Regions from separate parts of the Rattus norvegicus genome. Here region 1 is linked to region 2. A link is a contact called in public Hi-C data. All regions are on one chromosome and are shown on one strand. Each heading gives the region's core, a stretch centred on a gene start, on an enhancer-like site or on the middle of the called end of the contact. The rest is flanking DNA. Distances are from core to core; before and after follow the strand shown.

The links. A called contact is a pair of places that touch in the nucleus more often than the background predicts.
Region 1: a contact with region 2 is called in a Hi-C map of liver, with 4 times the contacts expected there. The contact joins the promoter of Ddt here to the promoter of Chchd10 in region 2. A contact is called at or near these places in 6 of 12 Hi-C or Micro-C datasets (the A7r5 cell line, Schwann cells, frontal cortex and 3 more) and 1 of 1 datasets of contacts at active chromatin or transcription factors (oligodendrocytes).

What each region holds. Positions count from the first base shown.
Region 1 is chr20:12,881,661-12,885,626 of GRCr8, reverse strand. Ddt (D-dopachrome tautomerase) reads right to left here and starts at 1,977. Exons shown (of 3, transcript NM_024131.2): 1 at 1,798-1,977; 2 at 1,318-1,493. The coding sequence starts at 1,905. Gstt3 (glutathione S-transferase, theta 3) reads right to left here. Exons shown (of 5, transcript NM_001399042.1): 5 at 3,653-3,966.
Region 2 is chr20:12,725,731-12,729,498 of GRCr8, reverse strand. Chchd10 (coiled-coil-helix-coiled-coil-helix domain containing 10) reads left to right here and starts at 2,421. Exons shown (of 4, transcript NM_001007008.1): 1 at 2,421-2,519; 2 at 2,740-2,947; 3 at 3,763-3,768. The coding sequence starts at 2,479.

The DNA.
Region 1 (3,966 bases), core at 728-3,227, 160 kb before region 2:
AGCTAACACTCCCCCTGCTTCTAACCGCAGGCTCCTACGGGCATGCCCAGTGTACCAGCCATTTGGTGTCGAACCAAAACCTGGCTCTAAGCGAGGCACGGGTTCAAATCTGGTTCAAATCTGTGGAGTAAGTGATTGCTCAATCACAGAGCTCAGAGGAAGTGCCTGGTGATAGTCTCGCACCAGGGCGGCTGTGCACAGGGCTGACACCCTCAGGGTCTAATACAGTAAGGTTGGTCTAATACAGTTATCCACCTCATGAAGTTACTAAATCTGCCCTGAGGGCCCTGGAAAGCGCCTGCAAGGATCAAATGGAATACTGGGTGCAGGGACCCTGACACAGGCTACGCACGAGTGTTATTGTTAAGAAGCATTGTCTCGGGCTGGAGAGATGGCTCAGTGGTTAAGAGCACCCGACTGCTCTTCCAGAGGTCCTGAGTTCAAATCCCAGCAACCACATGGTGGCTCACAACCATCTGTAATGGGATCTGATGCCCTCTTCTGGTGTAGTGTATTTATATAAAAATAAATAAATTAAAAAAAAAAAAAAAGAAGCATTGTCTCCTCAACCTAAGGACAGAGTCTGAGCATCCAACCAACACAAGCAGCCATTACCAACTTTCCTGAGCCTACAAGGACTCCATTTTGGAAAGCTCTTTCGAACTTATCTCTTCACAGGCATGCTCCAGACTCAGGAATAGGAGACTCTAACTCCACCTCAGACTGTAAGGATTTTGGGGAGGGGGACATCTTCTTGTGGGAAGTCATTTAGCCTGACCTACTTCCTCTATGGAAGAGAGGGCTACAAACTGGAGATAGTTTATTTCCAGGTTCATCTGGGATCTCTGGGCTGAGGTAGTCCTCAAACCAAGGAATATCTAGGCCAATGGTCTTTTCATTACCCGGTGACTCTCCAGGAGCCTTATCTAGTCCAAAGGTTATCTGCCTCAGGCCATAACCAGATTCCCTCTGACCAGGCTGGAAAACCAAACACCCTGGTTCTGAGACCGTGCGGAGGCCATCATCATAGTGGTTCTGAGTGCCTGAGCATAATCTCAGCACACACCAGGAAGCATTGGGGTTTCCCAAGCCATCCTTTCTCAGGACTTGCAGGGATGGCTGCAGAGCGTTGGAGGAATCGAAATCTTGCAATAACTCTGATCACAGACCCACAGTACCTAAGGAGCAGATACACTGCACTTCCTTGGACTAAGACATGGAGTGCTTGCTGGAACCAGCAAATGGTCCCCCACCCCCCACCCCAACCTCATACAGAGGACAGAGTCACAAATACGTTCCCTCACTAGCTCTACATACCTGTCCTGGTCCAGGGACAGCTCCTCGGTGAGGAACTTGAAGAAGCTGGAGCTGTGGCTGCGGTTCTGCTCCGCGGTGCCCACAACACCGATGGAAGAGATCAGGAGGTGGGCGCAGGGCTCTGTGGATTTGTTCATCAACAAGGTCATGCCCGGTCGTATCGTCACGCTCACGCGCTGCAAGAAACACAAAAGTGAATAAAACCCTTGGGCAGGGCAAGGCTGGTGTCCAGAAGCAGGCGCGGCAAAATTCTTAACGTGGGGGTCCGAGGGAACAGGGTTTGGGGCACTGTCTAGGAAGCTTGGAAGTCAGTCACGTCAGGGTCACGCCTGGGAAAGGTGACTAGGAAGGGTCCTGGAAAGGGAGGATGGGACACGGAAGGTCAGAGGTTAGCAGGCGGGTGGGGTCCCTGGGGGTAAGAGAAAGAATCATTGGGAAGTCCAACCCCTATCCCACAAGTTCTCGCCGATCCTCGCTCACGTCTTCGGGTTTGTCCAGGATGGTGGCTGTGGCCGCACACAACCGGTTCTCCAGCCCTGCGGGTATGCGGCTAGCCGGCAAGTTTGTTTCCAACTCAACGAACGGCATGTTAGCAGGAGAGGGATCGCCAAACGGTAACTGCACCGAGAGAGCAGTGGGAGCCAGTTGAGGTTCCAGAAAAGGAACACGGGGAGGGAAATGGAGGAGGCGAAGGCCAGGAGGCGGCGGGAGCAGGGAGGGTGAGCACAGCTAAGTTCCTCATTGGCCAGGCAGAGTCGGCCCTTCTAGATTGGCTATCAGAGCTACTCCTCTTCCGCTGTCACTTGTACCGGCTCCAAATTACCGAAGTCCCAGCTTCAGTGTCATTGGCCCTCTCAGTCGGCAGGGGGCTCTGTTTCCCTCCGAGCGTCTCAGCTAATCGCCCGCAAGACATACGTTTCTTTAGGAGACTTCACACCGCCAGACAGGCTTAACATTTCTTGAATGATAATGATTACTTCAAATTCAATACGGGAACCGCACGTGAGGTGTGCCTGGGCAAGACCCTAGGGCAAGGGCATTTTCATCTGGTCCCTAAGGTGATTTTGTAACCTCTTCTGTCTGGGCTAAATCATTGTCCACCAGAGAGTGGCAGAGCTACTTAAAACAAGGCAATGCGGCCGGGCGCTTGTGGCACAAGCCTTTAAGGGCAGCACTCTGGAGGCAGAGGTAGGCAGAGCTCTTGAGTTTCCAGGCTGGTCTACAGACTGAAATCCAGGACAGCCAGAGCTACACGGAGAAACTATCTGAGAGAGAGAGAGAGAGAGAGAGAGAGAGAGAGAGAGAGAGAGAGAGAGAGAGCTCCAGAGAGGGAAGAGAGAGACAGAGAAGAGAGAGACAGAAACCCAATTTGGCAATCTGTCCAATTGCACAAGGAAAGTGTGCATACTTGTTGAGGTTTGCCCTGGAGTTATCTGTATTTTGATGCTAATTCCACTGCCCCTAGGACAGCCGCCTAGGTACTCAGGAATCAGGTAACTTCACCAGAACCTTCTCCCCATGGAATTTGTAAAGTACAGGTGAGGGGCAGGTACAGGATAGAAGGAGGCCTGTCATTGGAAGAAGGAAGGATGGGAGGGAGAGAAGTTTGAAGGAAGAGAAGGAGACTAGGACAGAAAGGAGGAGACAGGAGAAGAAACTGAGGAGAGGGTGAGAAGCCATGGCAGGTGATGTTAAGATCTGCTGTGTATTTACAGGTTGTTATTAATGTTCCTAAGGGATGGATGGTACCGGGCTTTGTATGTTTAAGTGGGCAATTATATCTTATTATATTTATTTATTTATTTATTTATTTATTTATATGTAAGTACATTGTAGCTGTCTTCAGACACACCAGAAGAGGGCATCTGATCTCATTACAGATGGTTGTGAGCCACCATGTGGTTGCTGGGAATTGAACTCAGGACCTCTGGAAGAGCAGTCAGTGCTCTTAACACTGAGTCATCTCTCCAGCCCGTTGTGTGTTCTTTTTTTTTTTTTTTTTTTTGGTTCTTTTTTTTCGGAGCTGGGAACCGAACCCAGGGCCTTGCGCTTCCTAGGCAAGCACTCTACCACTGAGCTAAATCCCCAACCCCGTTGTGTGTTCTTTTATGTGAGGGTTTGAGTGTAGGAAAGTGTGTGGTGGCAAGAGACACTGGGCCGCCTCGGAGTTGAGATGTGTTTCTGCCAAGATATCTAGCAGATATCTTGGAATACCACAGTGCTGGACCTAGCCAGTTAAAAGACAACTATATATTTTTTTATTTTTTTATATTTTTACAACAACACATACTAAAGGAGCCAGAGGCAAACGGTCTGAAAGACTCAGCTATCACTATGCTGTTAATGATGTCTTTATTAGGTAAGGCGCATAAGAGATGTCCAATGGCACCAGACATCCTGTGACAGTTTGGAGCTGGAGACAGGCAGAAGGCAACAGTCAGAGTTAGAAGGCTTAGAGCAAGAATTTGGAAAGTCAGAACATCAGGAAACTTCCACTCCTGCAAGGGCAGTCACGAACCAGCCCTGCACCCCACCTATACCAGGGAGCGAAGACCCTGAGGACAAAGGCCTTTCACTAGTCAGTCAATCCCCATCTCTGATATGTATTCAACTCAAAAATCATAGAGTCTCCCTGTCAAAACTAAGGAA
Region 2 (3,768 bases), core at 1,172-3,671:
CATCAGAGCTGAGAGGGAGGTCCGAGTGCTGAAAACAGTTTAACTAATCTCTGCAGGGGGTGTCCAACTGGGCAGGGTACCCTCTTGGATGACAACATCTCTACTGGGCACTGCAGGGCTCTTCTGCCAGGCCTTCTTTTCTCTGCTGAATTCTGGTGGACCAGTACCGCCCTGAGCCGCTGAAAGGTGCAGGGCACAGAGTGGTGAGTTTTACTTGGCCATCTGTAATCTTTTAAAAAGCCTCTCCTTTAAAAAAAAAAAAAAAGATTTATTTATTATAAAAACGAGTACAGTGTAGCTGTCCTCAGACACACCAGAAGAGCGCATCAGATCCCATTATAGATGGTTGTGAGTCACCATGTGGTTCCTGGGAATTGAACTCAGGACCTCTGGAAGAAGTCAGTGCTCTTAACCACTGAACCATCTCTCTAGCCCAAAGCTTCACACCCCCCCCCCCCCCGGAGCTGGGGACCGAACCCAGGGCCTTGCGCTTGCTAGGCAAGCGCTCTACCACTGAGCTACTAAATCTCCAACCCCAAGCTTCACCTTTTAAAGGCTGCCATTTCTTCCCATCGTCATCCCTCCTCCCTTCCCGCCCCCCCCCCCGCCTCTTTTCTTTCTTTCATGACAGTCTTCTATGCATACATGTAGCCCAGGCAGACCTCCAGTTCAAGACTCCTGTCTTAGCCTATCTGACTGGTAGGATTTCAAGCTTGTATCGTCATATCTAGAAATTCAAGGTCTGGTTCAGCCTCATCTCAGCAGCGTTGGTCAAGGAATCATAAAATGGATGAGGTACTCATGTTTCCCCGCCCCCCAACACACACACACACATAAGAGAGGGTTTCTCTATGTAGTCCTGGTACTCACTCTGTAGAACAGGCTAGTCTCGAACTCAGAGATCTGTCTCTATTAAGGGAGTGCACCCCCATCACCCAGCTCTCATAAATTTTCTGATGTGTATAAAAGTATAGCATTTTAAAAACAAACTGTTTATTGGATGCAATGGCGAATGCCTTTCATCCTGACATTTGGGAGACAGAGACAGGTGGATCTCTGTGAGCCTGGTCTACAGAGTGAGTTCCAGGACAGCCAGACTAGATAAAGACTCTGTCTCAACAAAACAGCCCCCAAACACTAGAACATTTATTTGTGCAACCTAAAAAGCCTTCAGTGTTGCCAGGGATACGTGACCCTGTTTTGAAGAACTTATAGCTTACCAGACAGAGCGACCTCCCCAACCCCCCACATTGCCCCACATTAGCCCACCTAGTAGAGGATCTGAAAGGGCAGAAGGGTAAATTTATCCAGGTGGGCGAGCCACTGAGGCCCACAGAAGGAGTCGAAGCTGCAAAATGTTATCACTTGCCCACTGGATACCACATAAGCAGAGACCAAAAACACAAACGAGTGTGGGGGGTCTAGAGGGAGCCTAGCACCTTTTGAGGGAAGACTAGCTTGTCTTTTACCTACTCACCTCACCTGAAAGTCTACTCTGCAGGTAGGTGGTGATTCTAGTCAGGAAGAGAGTTGAGGTCTTAGTGAAAGAAGCCTGCTGCAGAGGCTGCTGAAAGAAACCAGGTTTGGGACACCAGAGTGGACGATGCGTGGTTTTAAATAGTTTGGACTCGCTGTTCCTGAGGCTTTTGAATTTTTCGTGCCAGGCGAGCTCTATTGTCACAGTAAAGGCTACAGAAGAGGAGAGAGAAGTCGAGGCACCTGTGCCCACTCTACTCTGGCCAAAGGTTATTATTCTTTGTTTTATTTTGTTTTGTTTTGTGGGAGTCAATTCTGTGTAGCCCTGGAACTCGGTCTGTAGACCAGGCCGGCCAGGAACACACCAGATCCACCTACCCATGCTCCCCCAAGTGCTGGGGTTACAGGTGTGTGCTACCACCAACCGGATCTTTTAACCTTTTTTTCTCTCTAGAGGTTTTGACTTGATCCCAGCCGAAGGTCTCTGAGAAAAAGACTGTAAAAATCGAGTTCCAGAGGACAGGGAAAGGAAAGGCCTTTGGTGGATCCTGGGACGGTTACTGTCAAATTCTGTCTTGTGATGGGACTCAGAAAGCACAGCCTGGCCTGGCATCTCCATTTCCTTCTCTGGTGGTCTCTGTGCCTCTTTTTTCTCTCCTTGGCTTCTGGCAAACCCCTATTCCACTGTTTGGGTTCTGCGATGGTCCTAACAGAAAGACCTGCCCTCGCTGCCCCTGCCTTCCGCTTTCCAAAGCTCAACGGAGTCCCCAGGACTCTAGTAGCTCCGCCCTGCATTAGGATGGCTCAGGAGCTCTAAATCCAGGAGGTTACTGGAAGGGCGAGCTTAGGCCCCGCCCATTTGCGGGGGCGTTCCCAGAGGCCCCGCCTCAGATCCCGCCCATTTCACCTGACTCTCGGGACGCTGCCGCGTTAGTTCTCCGCACCGAGCGTCTGCCACGGTCCACGCTTCTTACTCATCTCCATCTTGATCCCACCGCTGTCATGCCACGAGGAAGCCGCAGTGCGGCTGCCAGGCCGGCCAGGTGTGAAGGGGACAGGGACCCCGTGGGGACGGGTGAGGGAAGCGGGGGTACTCTCCCAAGGGCGTCCGCAGAATGACCTTGGAGTCTGCTGCGCCATGTTGGCTGGGGGAGGACGGGGACGCAGAAGCGCGAATCTAAGGCGAGGGTCGCCCTGCTCCCTGGAGTAAAGGGGTTTGTTCCCGGAGCATTAACCTTGCTTCTCTCCTCTTGCTTCCTGCAGCCGCCCAGCCCATCCTCCTGCGCACCCACCACCCTCAGCCCCCGCCCCCGCACCTGCCACCTCGGGACAGCCGGGTCTTATGGCTCAGATGGCATCCACCGCCGCGGGCGTAGCTGTGGGCTCAGCTGTAGGGCATGTCATGGGTAGCGCCCTGACCAGTGCCTTCAGTGGGGGAAGCTCAGAGCCTGCCCAGCCTGCGGTCCAGCAGGTAAGCGGGAGGACTCAAGAGAGACAGAGGCAGGATTGACTCATGGTTGCCTAAGGGACTGCTTAAGTGTCCAGTGAGGAGTGACCCAATATATTCAGAGTTGCCTCAGGCCCAGGATTTTGAGGGTCCTAACCCTCATGGTCCTTAAATTTACTGTCACTCGCTAGAAAGCTCGCCCTAACCCTCATTTGAAGGCAAAATATCTGATGGTCAGAGATGACCCCCGCTAGATCTTTTAAGAGGGAGAACACTGAGCTCAGATTGGGCACAAAGACTTGTCCAAGGACGCCTGACCCTAGAGGAGCAGGGAGAGATCCAATATTTCCCAAGTCCTTGTTTTCACCAAAGCCCAGCCTGCCTCATGACATCTGTTCCCTGGTGACCTGTGCCCCACAAAGGCTCTGCCACTCCCCACCAATCTTGAGCCTAATCCAAATGTTGATAGCAGTGCGAGCCCTGGGTTAGGAGAATCCGTGTGGCTGAGCCAGGAAGGTGCTGTAACTTGGGGTAGGGCTTATACTCTGAACACAATGTAGTGGACAGCTTTTTCTAGAGCCTTCTCTTCCCCCTCCCGCATTTGCCCTACATGTCCATTTTGAGGCAGAAAGACAGCCCTGTCTGTATCTGTTGAGCGACTTTTAGAGGGCCGCTGGTTCACCCTGTGCAGGGATGCAGCCGAGGCTAGACAGGGGTAATCTAGTCCTGGGTCACTCGGCCTGCCTTGGGGTGTCAGGGATAGGGAGTCTGGAGAGGCAGGAAGCCTCCGGCTTTGGCACTTAATTTTGGGGTACCAACTCTGAGCTACTCTTCCCCAGGCCCCT